2 separate regions of the Pan troglodytes genome follow, and region 2 is linked to region 1. The links are chromatin contacts, called in public Hi-C maps. All regions are on one chromosome and are shown on one strand. The core of a region is the stretch at or near the end of the contact, and the rest is flanking DNA. Distances in the headings are between cores, read along the strand shown.

Region 1 (5,505 bases), core at 1,582-4,081:
CTAGGCTGTTCCTGAATTCCTGGCCTCAAGTGATCCTCTCACCTTGGCCTCCCAAAGTGTTAGAATTAATGGGCATGAGCCACCACGCCTGGGCCTGATAATGGCTTGAGACCAGGCTACTTGACAGTCTCAAGGCCCCACGTTCTGGGTTTGTCGTTTGTGCCTATGTCATTTAGCTTGTTTCCTGCCCTTGTTGGGGTACTTTTTTTGTCTTGTGTTAAGAACTTTGCTTTCTCCTCCATTTAACCTTCTCACTGGTTCACTCTGTGTTTTTGTTGTTTTTTTTTTGAGATGGAGTCTCGCTGTGTCGCCCAGGCTGGAGTGCAGTGGCACGATCTCGGCTCACGGCAAGCTCCGCCTCCTGGGTTCACACCATTCTCCTGCCTCAGCCTCCCGAGTAGCTGGGACTACAGGCACCCACCACCACGCTCAGCTAGTTTTTTGTATTTTTAGTAGAGACGGGATTGCACCATGTTAGCCAGGATGGTCTCGATCTCCTGACCTTGTGATCCACCCACCTCGGCCTCCCAAAGTGCTGGGATTACAGGCGTGAGCCACTGCGCCCGGCTACTCTGTGCTCTTAAGCAACTACCAGCAGCAGAGCCTGTTACCTAAGCGGACAAGGCCAAAGCCACTGCTCTGAAAGGCCAGAGGGATTGGCCACTACCCATGGGGACCATCTTGTTTTCTGACTGGAGTCTTCTGGGCTCGGGGATTTGCCTCCTCAGTCCTCTCCTGCCTCCCCTGGATGGGAAAAGTACAGTATTAGGTGGTTTAATAAGCACTGGCTGTGACTCACATCCTCACTTGGCCCACTGGGTCCTGGTGGTCTGCAGCTGTTCTGCCCCTATGCCTGGGGGAGGTGGGGAGACAGCACAGCCCACCTTATTCACTAGAGTTAACTCAGGAACCAGAAGCATGCCTGAGACACTTCTTTCATACTGGATCTACGCTAGGGGAATCACAATCTTGATGTTAAATTAGTTCTTCCCACTGTGGTCGGCAAATTACCCTACCACTCATTGGCTTGTAGGAGCTGAGAAGATAAATGAAAGCTTTTTTTTTTTTTTTTTTTGAGACGGAGTCTCGCACTATTGCCCGGGGTTGGAGTGCAATGGCGTGATACCAGCTCACTGCAACCTCTGCCTCCCGGGTTCACGTTGATTCTCCTGCCTCAGCCTCCCGGGTTCACGTTGATTCTCCTGCCTCAGCCTCCTGAGTAGCTGGGATTACAGGCATCCACCACCATGCCTGGCTAATTTTTTTGTATTTTTAGTAGAAACAGGGTTTCACTATGTTGGCCAGGCTGGTCTTGAACTCCTGACCTCGTGATCCGCCCGCCTTGGCCTCCCAAAGTGCTGGGATTACCAGGCATAAGCCACCGTGCCTGGCCACAAGAAAGCCTCTTTTTACTCACTTAACCTGAAGCCAGATTTTAGAGATGAGGTTTCATTGGTTGTCAGTTTTTTTGTTTTGTTTTGAGACAGGATCTCGCTCTGTTGACCAGGCTGGAGTGCAGTGGTGCAGTCATAGCTCACTGCAGCCTCCACCTCCTGGACTCAAAGCAATCCTGATTCAGCGTCCCAAGTAGCTGGGCTATCTGGCCTGGCTAATTTTTAAATTCTTTTTGTAGAGACTGGGTTTTACTATACTATGTTGCCCAGGCTGGTCTTGAACGCCTGGGCTTAAGCGATCCTCCTGCCTCGGTCTCCCAAAGTGTTGGGATTACAGGTGTGAGCCACCATGCCCAGCTGGGTTATGTTCTTTAAAGCCAGATAGCAAACTCACTTTTTATTCCATTAGGTTTATCAAAGCAGACTGCCTTCCAAGAGACGATATTTTTTAGTGTTAAGTTGACAAGGGGTTTTGCCTGCTAAGTTTGCCGAGTAAATCCTCGGACAAGGATTGTGGGTAGTGGGCAGACCAAGAGTGAGAAATATTCTCTTGCCCTAAATCAGGAGACTACATTAGAAACAGACAAGATAGACTCAGGAAATAAAGGCTAAAAGGTATAAAGGACAAAGCAGCTTGTAGCTGACTGCAAGCATTGTGGGGTGAGTCTTTTTTTCATGTAATCTCCCTAAATACCGTCCAAATCTCCAAGGTCAAACAGATGCCACCTCCCGCTGCTGGGGCGGGGCCACATTGAGTAATAATCATTGCTCCCCGTGGTATGTTAGCACTTCGATTTCTTTCGCCTAGTGGCGACAGAGCCAAAATGAAACTGAGTAAGTACAAAACAGCAAAATAGCATTGGCCGCATCCCTCAGGGCCTCACGCACGCACTAGCCACAGCTGGTCTGGCCGCCCTGCCCCATTCCTTGAGCTACAAAATGCTGCAGTGATGCTGGTTTGCAAAGCCCCAGAGCTAGATGGGGGGATTCAGCATCCCTCCTGGCCCAGGTCTGGGCCCCCTCCCTACCCCAACCTGGGGGCTCTTGCAGTAGGTCCCCTGCCGACCCCTCCCGGCTCTGAAGCTGGCTTTCCCGGGGATCGCCTCTTCCAGACCCCGGACTCCAACAGCGTCCTCGAGCCCAGCCACCCCCGCCTCCAACCCACCTGGGAGCTCCATCCTCGGCCCTATCTCTGAGCACCTCCACTCCCTAAACGCCCAGACCCCCGGCCAAGGAAGCCTTTTGCTGCCTGCCGTCTCCCCGAGGGGCCTCCTTTGCAATGGCGAGCCGTTCGTCCCTGGCCCCGGCGTGCACTGGCGCGCCTCTGTCCCCCGGGTTCCTCGACGTAAGACAGGTTTCTGGGACGGTGCAGAGGCCAGGGCGCCTGGACTACGCGGAAGCCCGGATGTGGGCCGGGCGGGACTGCGGCTGCGTATGTAGCCCCGCCCCGGGGGGCGGCCGCCTTCCCCTCGGGCATGGCAAGAGCCAATCACAGGCCAGCGTGTCCCCGCTCCGCCAATGGTCGGCCTGTTGCTAGGGCCTGGGTCCCTGCCCCGAAATTGGCCCGCTTAGCGGCCCCAGGGCTTCATTTGTTGCAGATCCCGCCCTCCAGCCACTGGGGAGCTTTATCTCCCAACTTCACCCGCTTCTCTCTCCTCCGTCTTCCGCCTCCACCTTTGTTACGTGCTTGGGAGGACGGAGCCTTGGGCTCGTGGTGGGCCCTTGGTCCCACGCCTGCCCTTCAGTTTCTCCATCTGAATAATGACGTGATCTCGTGTCCCGGCCCGTACTGGTTGGCTATCCTTTCTTACCTACACATCTCTGCTTCTGAAAACAGCCCTGGGAGGTCTGCGTTGTTCCCAGATTGCAGAAGAGGAAACTCCTGGCCCCCGATGCACACAACAGCTGGGCGGTTTCTGGTGGCGACCTGGGTCTGACGGGTTCCATCACTTTACACGCGGGAGCCATGGTGCAACAGTGAGGGAGGGGGCAGATCTGGTGTCCTGGCGACACTGAGGCCAGGTCCTGCCTCTCTTTGGTATCCCAGGCCCTCCACAGCTAGGTCCCAACCTGCCTGTCCAACCTCCGCTGCCCTCATACCCCAGGTGTTACAGCCCCATCAGCCTCCTGTGCGCCCTTCAAGGTCCTCTGCTCCAATACCCTTCCCTCCCACGGTCCTGATGATGATAACTGAATCGAACAGTGGCGGCCAGCCAGGGCCAGGGCCCTCCCCCATCATCAGTCCTGAAAGATGTCAGAAATGGAATAAAGACACCCAGTCTCTCCGCTTCCCATCTCCTGACATAGAGTTGTATAATCCCAGGCCGAGAGGGAGATGAGTTGCCCAAGTCACTATCAAGGCTGGATTTAGGAATTAAAAATCAGCTCCAGTGAGGTTGCTGACTGTTTAGAAAGGTGGGATTTCTGTCGCTCAGCAATGTCTATTTTCTTTTTCTTTCTTTTTTAGAGACAAGGTGTCACTCTGTTGCCCAGGCTGTACTGGAGTGCAGTGGTGCAATCATAGCTCACTGGAGCCTCCAAATCCTGGGCTCCGAGTAGCTGAGACTATAGGTGTGCACCACCATACCCAGCTGATTTCTAAATTTTTTTTGTAGAAACAGGGTCTCACTGTGGTGCCCAGACTGGTCTCGAGTACCTGACCTCAAGCCTCAGCCTCCCAAAGTGTTGGGATTACAGGTGAAAACCACTGTGCCCGACCCAATGTTTCATTTTCTGAATAAAGGGCTGTTGGGGGACAAAAGCTTAAGAGCTCAGGATTTGGATTCTCATCCCACCATGTCCTAATTAGGTGACATAACCTCTCAAGGTATTTAGCCTTTTAGAGGATCAGTTTCTACATCTGTAAAATGAGAATAATACAACCTACCTCAAAAATGTCTAGCAGTGACTGAGTGCTTACTATCGGCTCTCAGCAGCCTTCTAAAGACTTCACAGTGGCTGGGTGCAGAGGCTCAAGCCTGTAATCCCAGCACTTTGGGAGGCTGAGGCAGGAGGATTGCTGGAGACCAGGAGTTCCAGACCAGCCTGGGCAACATAGCGAGATCCTATCTCTACCAAAATTACAAAATTAGCCAGGCATATTGACAAATGCTTGTAGTCCCGGCTACTTGGGAGGCTGAGGTAGGAGGGTAGCTGGAGTCCAAGAATTCGAGGCTGTAGTGAGCTGTAATGGTGCCATGGCACTCCAGCCTGGGCAACTGAGCAAGATCCTGTCTCAAAAAAAAAAAAAAAAAAAAAAGTCAGGCGTGGTGTCTCATGCCTGTAATCCCAGCACTTTGGGAGGCCGAGACGGGTGGATCACCTGAGATCGGGAGTTAGAGACCACCCTGACCAACATAAAGAAACCCCATCTCTACTAAAAATACAACATTAGCCGGGTGTGGTGGCAGGTACCTGTAGTCCCAGCTACTCGGGAGGCTGAGGCAGGAGAATCGCTTGAACCCAGGAGGCAGAGGTTGCGGTGAGCCGAGATAGTGCCACTGCACTCCAGCCTGGGCAACAAGAATGAAACTCAGTTAAAAAAAAAAAAGAATACTTCTTAGGTATTAATTCATATAGTTGCATCATTTGCAGATGAGGAAACTGAGACTTAGCAACATGCCCAAGGTCCCACAGCTAAAAAGTAAGTGGCCAAGTGGGATTGAACCCAGGCAGTGTGACATGAGTTCCTGCAACCATAACTGCGATCCCGTGCTGCCGCTCAGTGGAGTGGGGTTGCTATGAGGATTTAATAAGCTAACAAGTGATTGGCAGCTAGCAGGTGCCTCCTAAAATGTGCCAGTTCTGATTAGGATCAGAGTGGAAACAGTGGTCAACCCCCCTGCAGCAGAGGGTGTGACAGGGTGGGGCAGGAGCCCGGGCGCAGGCCTTGGCTGCCAGACCCTTCCAAGGCAGAGAGAGTGGGCTGGGTCTTCCAGGAGGGAAATTCAGGGAGGCTTGAAGGCCCTTGGAAACTGAAGCCCAGGGCAGAGAAGAACCGGGCTAAAGGCGTGCTGGGTGTGGGGCTGGGGAGAGGGGCAGTGGGGAGGTGTCAGAGTTTTTCAAGACTGGGCCTCTTTTTATTTTTGTTGAGACAGGGTCTCGCTTTGTC
Region 2 (5,505 bases), core at 1,465-3,964, 35 kb after region 1:
TCTCTACCCGATCCGAACACCTGCTAATAAATACTTGTTGAGGCTGGGCGCGGTGGCTCACGCCTGTAATCCCAGCACTTTGGGAGGCTGAGGCAGGCGGATCACTTGAGGTCAGAAGTTTGAGACCAGTCTGGCCAACATAATGAAACCCTGTCTCTATTAAAAATAGAAACATTTGCCGGGCATGGTGGTGTGCACCTGTAATCCCAGCTACTTGGGAGGCTGAGGTGGGAGGATCGCTTGAACCCCAGAGGCGGAGGCTGCAGTGAGTGGAGATTGCGCCACTGCACTCCAGCCTGGGTGACAGAGTGAGACTCCGTCTCAAAAAAAAAACTTGTTGAATGAATGAAACTTGCAAATGTGGACAGCTCCCATCACCCAAGCTGGCATGTAAGTGTCTGTGACTACGTCCCAGCCCTGCCTCTCTGTTCCCCTGTCCCCTCTGCAATCAAGGAATTTGTTGCTTTCAGGTCACTCGAAAGGAACAAGGAGGGGAGTCCTGGCCGCTGCTCCCCATGCCCACGGTCCGGTCCAGTCCCGCCGGCCCCACTCCTCACTCAGCTACCTCCCGCTGGCCCAGAGTTAGTTGGAAGCCAGGAGGCTATGACCCAGAGAAGAGAAAAGAGAGGTTAAGGGGCAACACTGCCCCGTCGCAGGGTTAATTCTGAGGAAGAAAACAGGTGTATGTTAGTGGAGGAGGAGGCAGCCTGGGAGAGGGGCTGAGTGGGTGCCAGGTGGAAGGTGTGAGGGCCTGGCCTACGGGCAGGGTGTGTGACCTGTCTGGGGGCGTCCCCAGCCTGGTGAGTTGGCATCAGAAGGAAGGGGGGACGCAGGAAGATCCCTGGGTTCAAAATGGCTCTTTGTTCCTTGGGCACGGTGGCTGGACAGGAGGTGGGAGAGGACATCCGTTAGAAGTAGGACAATTTGGTCGGGCGCGGGGGCTCACGCCTATAATCCCACCACTTTGGGAGGCCAAGGCAGGTGGATCACCTGAGGTCAGGAGTTTGAGACCAGCCTGACTAACATGGTGAAACCCCGTCTCTACTAAAAATACAAAAAAAATCAGCTGGGCGTGGTGGCAGGTGCCTGTAATGCCAGCTACTTGGGAGGCTGAGGCAGGAGAATCACTTAAACCTGGGAGGTGGAGGTTGCAGTGAGCCGAGATTGCACCATTGCACTCTAGCCTGGGTGACAAGAGCAAAGCTCAGTCTTAAAAAAAAAAAAAAAAAAAAAAGAAGCAGTAGCACAATCTGGCTTCTCCTTCAAGGCGGTCTGGCTTTGAGCTCTGGGGTAATGTCCACCCCGTGCTGCTTGGTTACCTGGATCACCAAGGACTAGGAGGGACTAGTTTGATAATCATACCCTGTTAGAACTGAAAAGATGCTCACGAAAACCTGGTTATTGTACAGATGTGGCAACCGAGGCCCAGAGAGGCACACCGATCTCCCAAGGCTGCCCAGCAAGGCAGTGGTAGAGTTGGGCTCAGAACTTTTTGCCTGTGTTCCCCCCAACCCCCTGCCAGGGTAATCTAGGGCTTCAGGGTGATTTCCACAAAGGCAGACCATAATGTCACCCGGAGACCCAGGCCCAGACACTTCCAGTCCTAGCAGAGAAACTGATCATGGCTTCACCAGCCACGCCCTGGGCACAGCCCCACAGCTGTGTAGGGCAAGGGGGTGTGGCTGGCTCCTCTGACAGCTGCCCCAGAGACCAGACTGCTGTGCCCCCTCCTCCAAATCCCCCAGGTTAGTGAGAAAGAGAGAGGCAGACAGACGGACAGCTGACCAGGGCCAGACCAGCTCACTTGGGCATCTCCCAGGCAGCCTGTGCAGAGGGGTCCGCCTGGCCCCCAGGCTGACCACAGGCCACTCAGCAGGCTGGACCTTGAGATGAAGGAGAAAAGGAGACATCATTGTCCGGAGACGGATGCAGGGAGGGCGGGAGGGGCTCCGGAGGGATAGCGGGACTCTTGCAGAGCTGAATTCCATGCCGGCTGCGGCCCACCCAGACCCAAGTACAGAGCCCCCTCCCCTTCATGGGCCCTCAGGCCCCCACCGTGGCCCTTCCTTCTGCGTGGCCTCCTGCACCTGTCTCTCTGAAAGACCCCAGCACCTCCAGTTCTAGCCCCCTCCTCCCCTGGCCCCCTACCCTGGCAGAACCCACTCATTGTCCCTTAGCCCCCCCCCATCCCCGTGCCAGGTTCAGTGGATCCTCAGAGAAGGTCCCCGGGCCGAGGTCTCTGTCCCTGATCCGGGTCAGCGGCCCCAGCCCTGCGCCACCGGCCCCCCCAAGACCCTCCATACCTGGTGATGCGCCGCGGCTCCATGAAGCTTGGCGAGTCCCGGCGCCGCTTGCGGATGGGCGAGTAGCTGCGGGAGCGGCGCCGGGCGCGGGCGGCCTCGGCCTCAGAGTGCCTTGCGCGGCCCTCGCCGTCCTTGTCCCTGCGGGGCCGGCGCGAGGTAAGTGAGCGACGCGGCCCGGCCGCTCCACCCCGCCGCCCGCCCCGTCGGCCCGGTCCGGGCAGGCACTCACCGGCTGAGGGGCTTCTTGGGCGACGGCGAGCGGCTGGGGCTGCGGGGCCGCTTCTCCGCGGAGCGCGAGCGAGATTTGGAGGGCGAGCGGCTGGAGCTCCAGGAGCGGGGGTGCGGGCCGGGACTGCGCGACGAGCTCTTCCCTTCTGGGCCGCCGCGCCGGCCGTGCGCGCCCGGGGACGGAGAGGTGCTGGCGGGCCGCGCGCGCGGGGGCCGCTCCTTGGCCCTGGAGGAGGGAGACGGCGCGGGATAGGGCTCAGCGACCCGGAAAGGGGGCTGGGGGCGGGGAGGGTTCCCTGGGGCGGGGCTTAGGGCGGAGGGGCGGGGTCCTTGTAGTTTGTGGTCAGTTCGCGCGGAGTGCGCAGTGAACGCGGAGCCTAGTGAGGGGCAGGGGTCAGTTCAGGGGGAGCCCCGTGAGGGGGCGTGTTGGGGGAGATCAGTGGAGGAGATTGTTCTGCGGGATGGGGGGAGAGTGATCAGTAAGCGGGGAGCCTCATGGGAGGAGAGGGGGTTCCCTGGGGGCAGTGATCAGTAAGGGGAGACGGATCAGTTGTGGGGAGGGGTCAGGATAACCGGGGGTAGCTCAGGGTGGGGAGGGAGCTCCCTGGGGGGTTGGCATCAGTGGAGGGAGAACTCCGTCGGGGGGCTGGGATCAGTGTGGGGAGGGAAACTCCCTGGAGTTTGGAGGTCAGTGGAGGGAGGGTAACTCCCTAGAGAGAGTTAGGGTCGTCGAGGGAGGGAGCCCTGTGAGAGGGGAGTTGAGATCAGTGTGCGGAGGAAATCCATGGGAGGATCCATGGGGTCCATAGGGGTTTGGGGTCCGTGGAGAGGGAGGAGAGCTCCGTGGGGGGTTGAGATCCGTGGGGGGTAGTTCAGTGAGGAGGGGTTGGGATCCGTGGGGCATACATCAGTGGGGAGGGTGGGATCCGTGGGGGGTAGCTCATGGGGGGGTGGAATCCGTGGAGGTAGCTCGGTGGGAGGGGGTTGGGATCCCTGGGGGGTAGCTCAGCGCGGGGAGGGATCCCGTGGGCAGGGATCCGCTAGTGGAGGGGAGCCCTGTGCGGGGTGGGGGCGGGAGTCCAGCTCCGGGTCCAGCACGCTCACCGTTTCCCGTGTCCGCCGTGGCCTCGCTCAGAGCCGGGCTCGGGCCCGGGGCCGGGGGCGCCGCCGCCGCTGCCGGAGTCGCTGCTGGAGCGGGCCCTGCTGAGCGAGCGCGACGAGCCCCGGGGGGGCGCGGGCCGGGGGCGCCGGCGACCCCTGCGGCGGGGCGCGGACGCCGAGGACCGCGAGCGCCGCCGCCTACGCCGCCGCCGCCGCCGCCTGCCCGCCCCGCCCGCCGCGCGGCCTCCGCGACCTTGGGACGACGGCGCCGAGCGCGGGCTCGGGCTCTCCTTCCCCCGCGCGGGCGGCGTGGGTGCGGCGGCCGCCGCCTTATCACGGACCCTGGGCGAGGGCGAGCTGGGCTTCTGACGGGGAGAGAGGCAGACAGGGCACGGAGGGGGGAGAGGGAGACGAGAGAGACAGAGACAGAGAAGAGAGGAGACAGACGGGAGAGAGAGAGAGAAAGAGGGAGAGACAGAGACAGAAAGAGAGGAGAGAGAGAAGAGAGGAGACAGACGGGAGAGAGAGAGAGAAAGAGACAGAGACAGAGAGAAAGAGGAAAGAGGGAGAGACAGAGACAGAAAGAGAGGAGAGAGAGAGAGACAGAGAGACAGAAAGAGAGCGAGAGACAGAGAAAAAGAGACGGAGAGAGAGAATGAAGAGAGACAGGAGAGAGGAAGAGAAGAGAGACAGAGAAGAAAGAAAGAGGGAGAGAGGGAGGAGGCAGAGAAGAGGAAGAGAGAAAAAGAGCAGGAGAGAGACAGAGTGAGAGGGAGAGAGATGAGAAAGAGAGAGGGCGAAAGAGCGAGGGTGAGAGAGGAGAGAGCAAGGGAGGAGAGAGGGAGGAGAAGGAAAAAAGGGGGGAAGAGAGAAGGGGACAGAGACAGTGAGAAGAAGAGACAGAGGAGAGACGGGGGTGGGGGAAGAGAAGAGAGAGAGAGGAAGAGAGAAAGAGCGAAGAGAGAGAAGGATGGAAGCCAGGGAGAAGTTCGAGAAACAGAAAAAATCCAGACAGGTAGGGGACAAGAGTGGGGGCAGAGAGAGGACAGAGCAAGAGGAGCGAGAAGTTGGGGTGAGAGAGCGGGCGGGTGGGGTGGGGGGAGAGAAGGAGAGAGGGCTTTCACCGGGCCCGAGCCGGGGGCTGCCAGTCCCGGAGCATCGCACACACGGTTCCCCGCGCCTGCCCTGCCTCTGCCTCTCCTGGGTGTCCACCTTCTGGCCTCAACAGTGCAGCTCATGCAGGGTTCTTGGCATGCAAAACACAAGAGGGACGGAGGGGTGGGGGGCGGGGGCCAAAGGGGGAGGGGCTCCAGGACAGGCATCGGGGCTGGCATTGCCCCCCGATGGGACGGACGATTCCCGGCAGAGAGAAGAGAGAGCGGCACCGGGAGCGGGGCCAGGGCCAGCCCACCAGGCCGGACCCCCAGCGCTTGGGGGTGGGCGAGGGGATGGAGGGGGTGGGGGCGTCACACGGCACACAGATGGGGGAGGGGGCGAGGGGGACAACTGAACTCAAAACTGAACCGAAGGGAGGAAAAACAGAAATAAAAAAACAAAATCCACAAATGTCATTAGATACCAAAAATCAAAAACAATATCTGATCCTGGGGAACCTGACATTTTTCTGTTAATATTTTTCTTTGTTTTCCGGCCCTGCAGAGAGCTTTGGAGCTGTCAGTAGCACCCGACTGTCTTTCTGTTTCTCTCTTTTCTTTTTCTTTTTCTTTTTTTTTTTAAGTTCTGATTTTTAAGTCCCTCTTGGTTTACGTCCACTTACCAATAAAGTGGCACTTCCTCCTTTAGTAGGTAAGGTGTGTAAGAGAAGGGAAAAGTGTGGTAGTATAAGTTCATCATTAGATTCACAAAAATGCAA

The links. A called contact is a pair of places that touch in the nucleus more often than the background predicts.
Region 2: a contact with region 1 is called in a Hi-C map of stem cell-derived neural progenitor cells, with 2.3 times the contacts expected there. The contact joins two enhancer-like sites. A contact is called at or near these places in 3 of 7 Hi-C or Micro-C datasets (blood, induced pluripotent stem cells and stem cell-derived neural progenitor cells).

What each region holds. Positions count from the first base shown.
Region 1 is chr6:85,169,275-85,174,779 of NHGRI_mPanTro3-v2.0_pri, forward strand. No RefSeq gene overlaps it. Among named protein-coding and RNA genes, the nearest start is that of HSPB1, 15 kb to the right of the region's middle. Within about 2 kb of position 2,832, at least 24 of the 24 cell types and tissues checked have an H3K27ac peak or open chromatin away from gene starts, as enhancers often do. A contact at or near this core is called in stem cell-derived neural progenitor cells, where this site is marked.
Region 2 is chr6:85,204,492-85,209,996 of NHGRI_mPanTro3-v2.0_pri, forward strand. SRRM3 (serine/arginine repetitive matrix 3) reads right to left here. Exons shown (of 16, transcript XM_054655836.2): 12 at 3,636-3,997; 13 at 2,533-2,757; 14 at 2,304-2,441; 15 at 1,805-1,883. Among named protein-coding and RNA genes, the nearest start is that of HSPB1, 20 kb to the left of the region's middle. Within about 2 kb of position 2,715, at least 4 of the 24 cell types and tissues checked have an H3K27ac peak or open chromatin away from gene starts, as enhancers often do. A contact at or near this core is called in stem cell-derived neural progenitor cells, where this site is marked.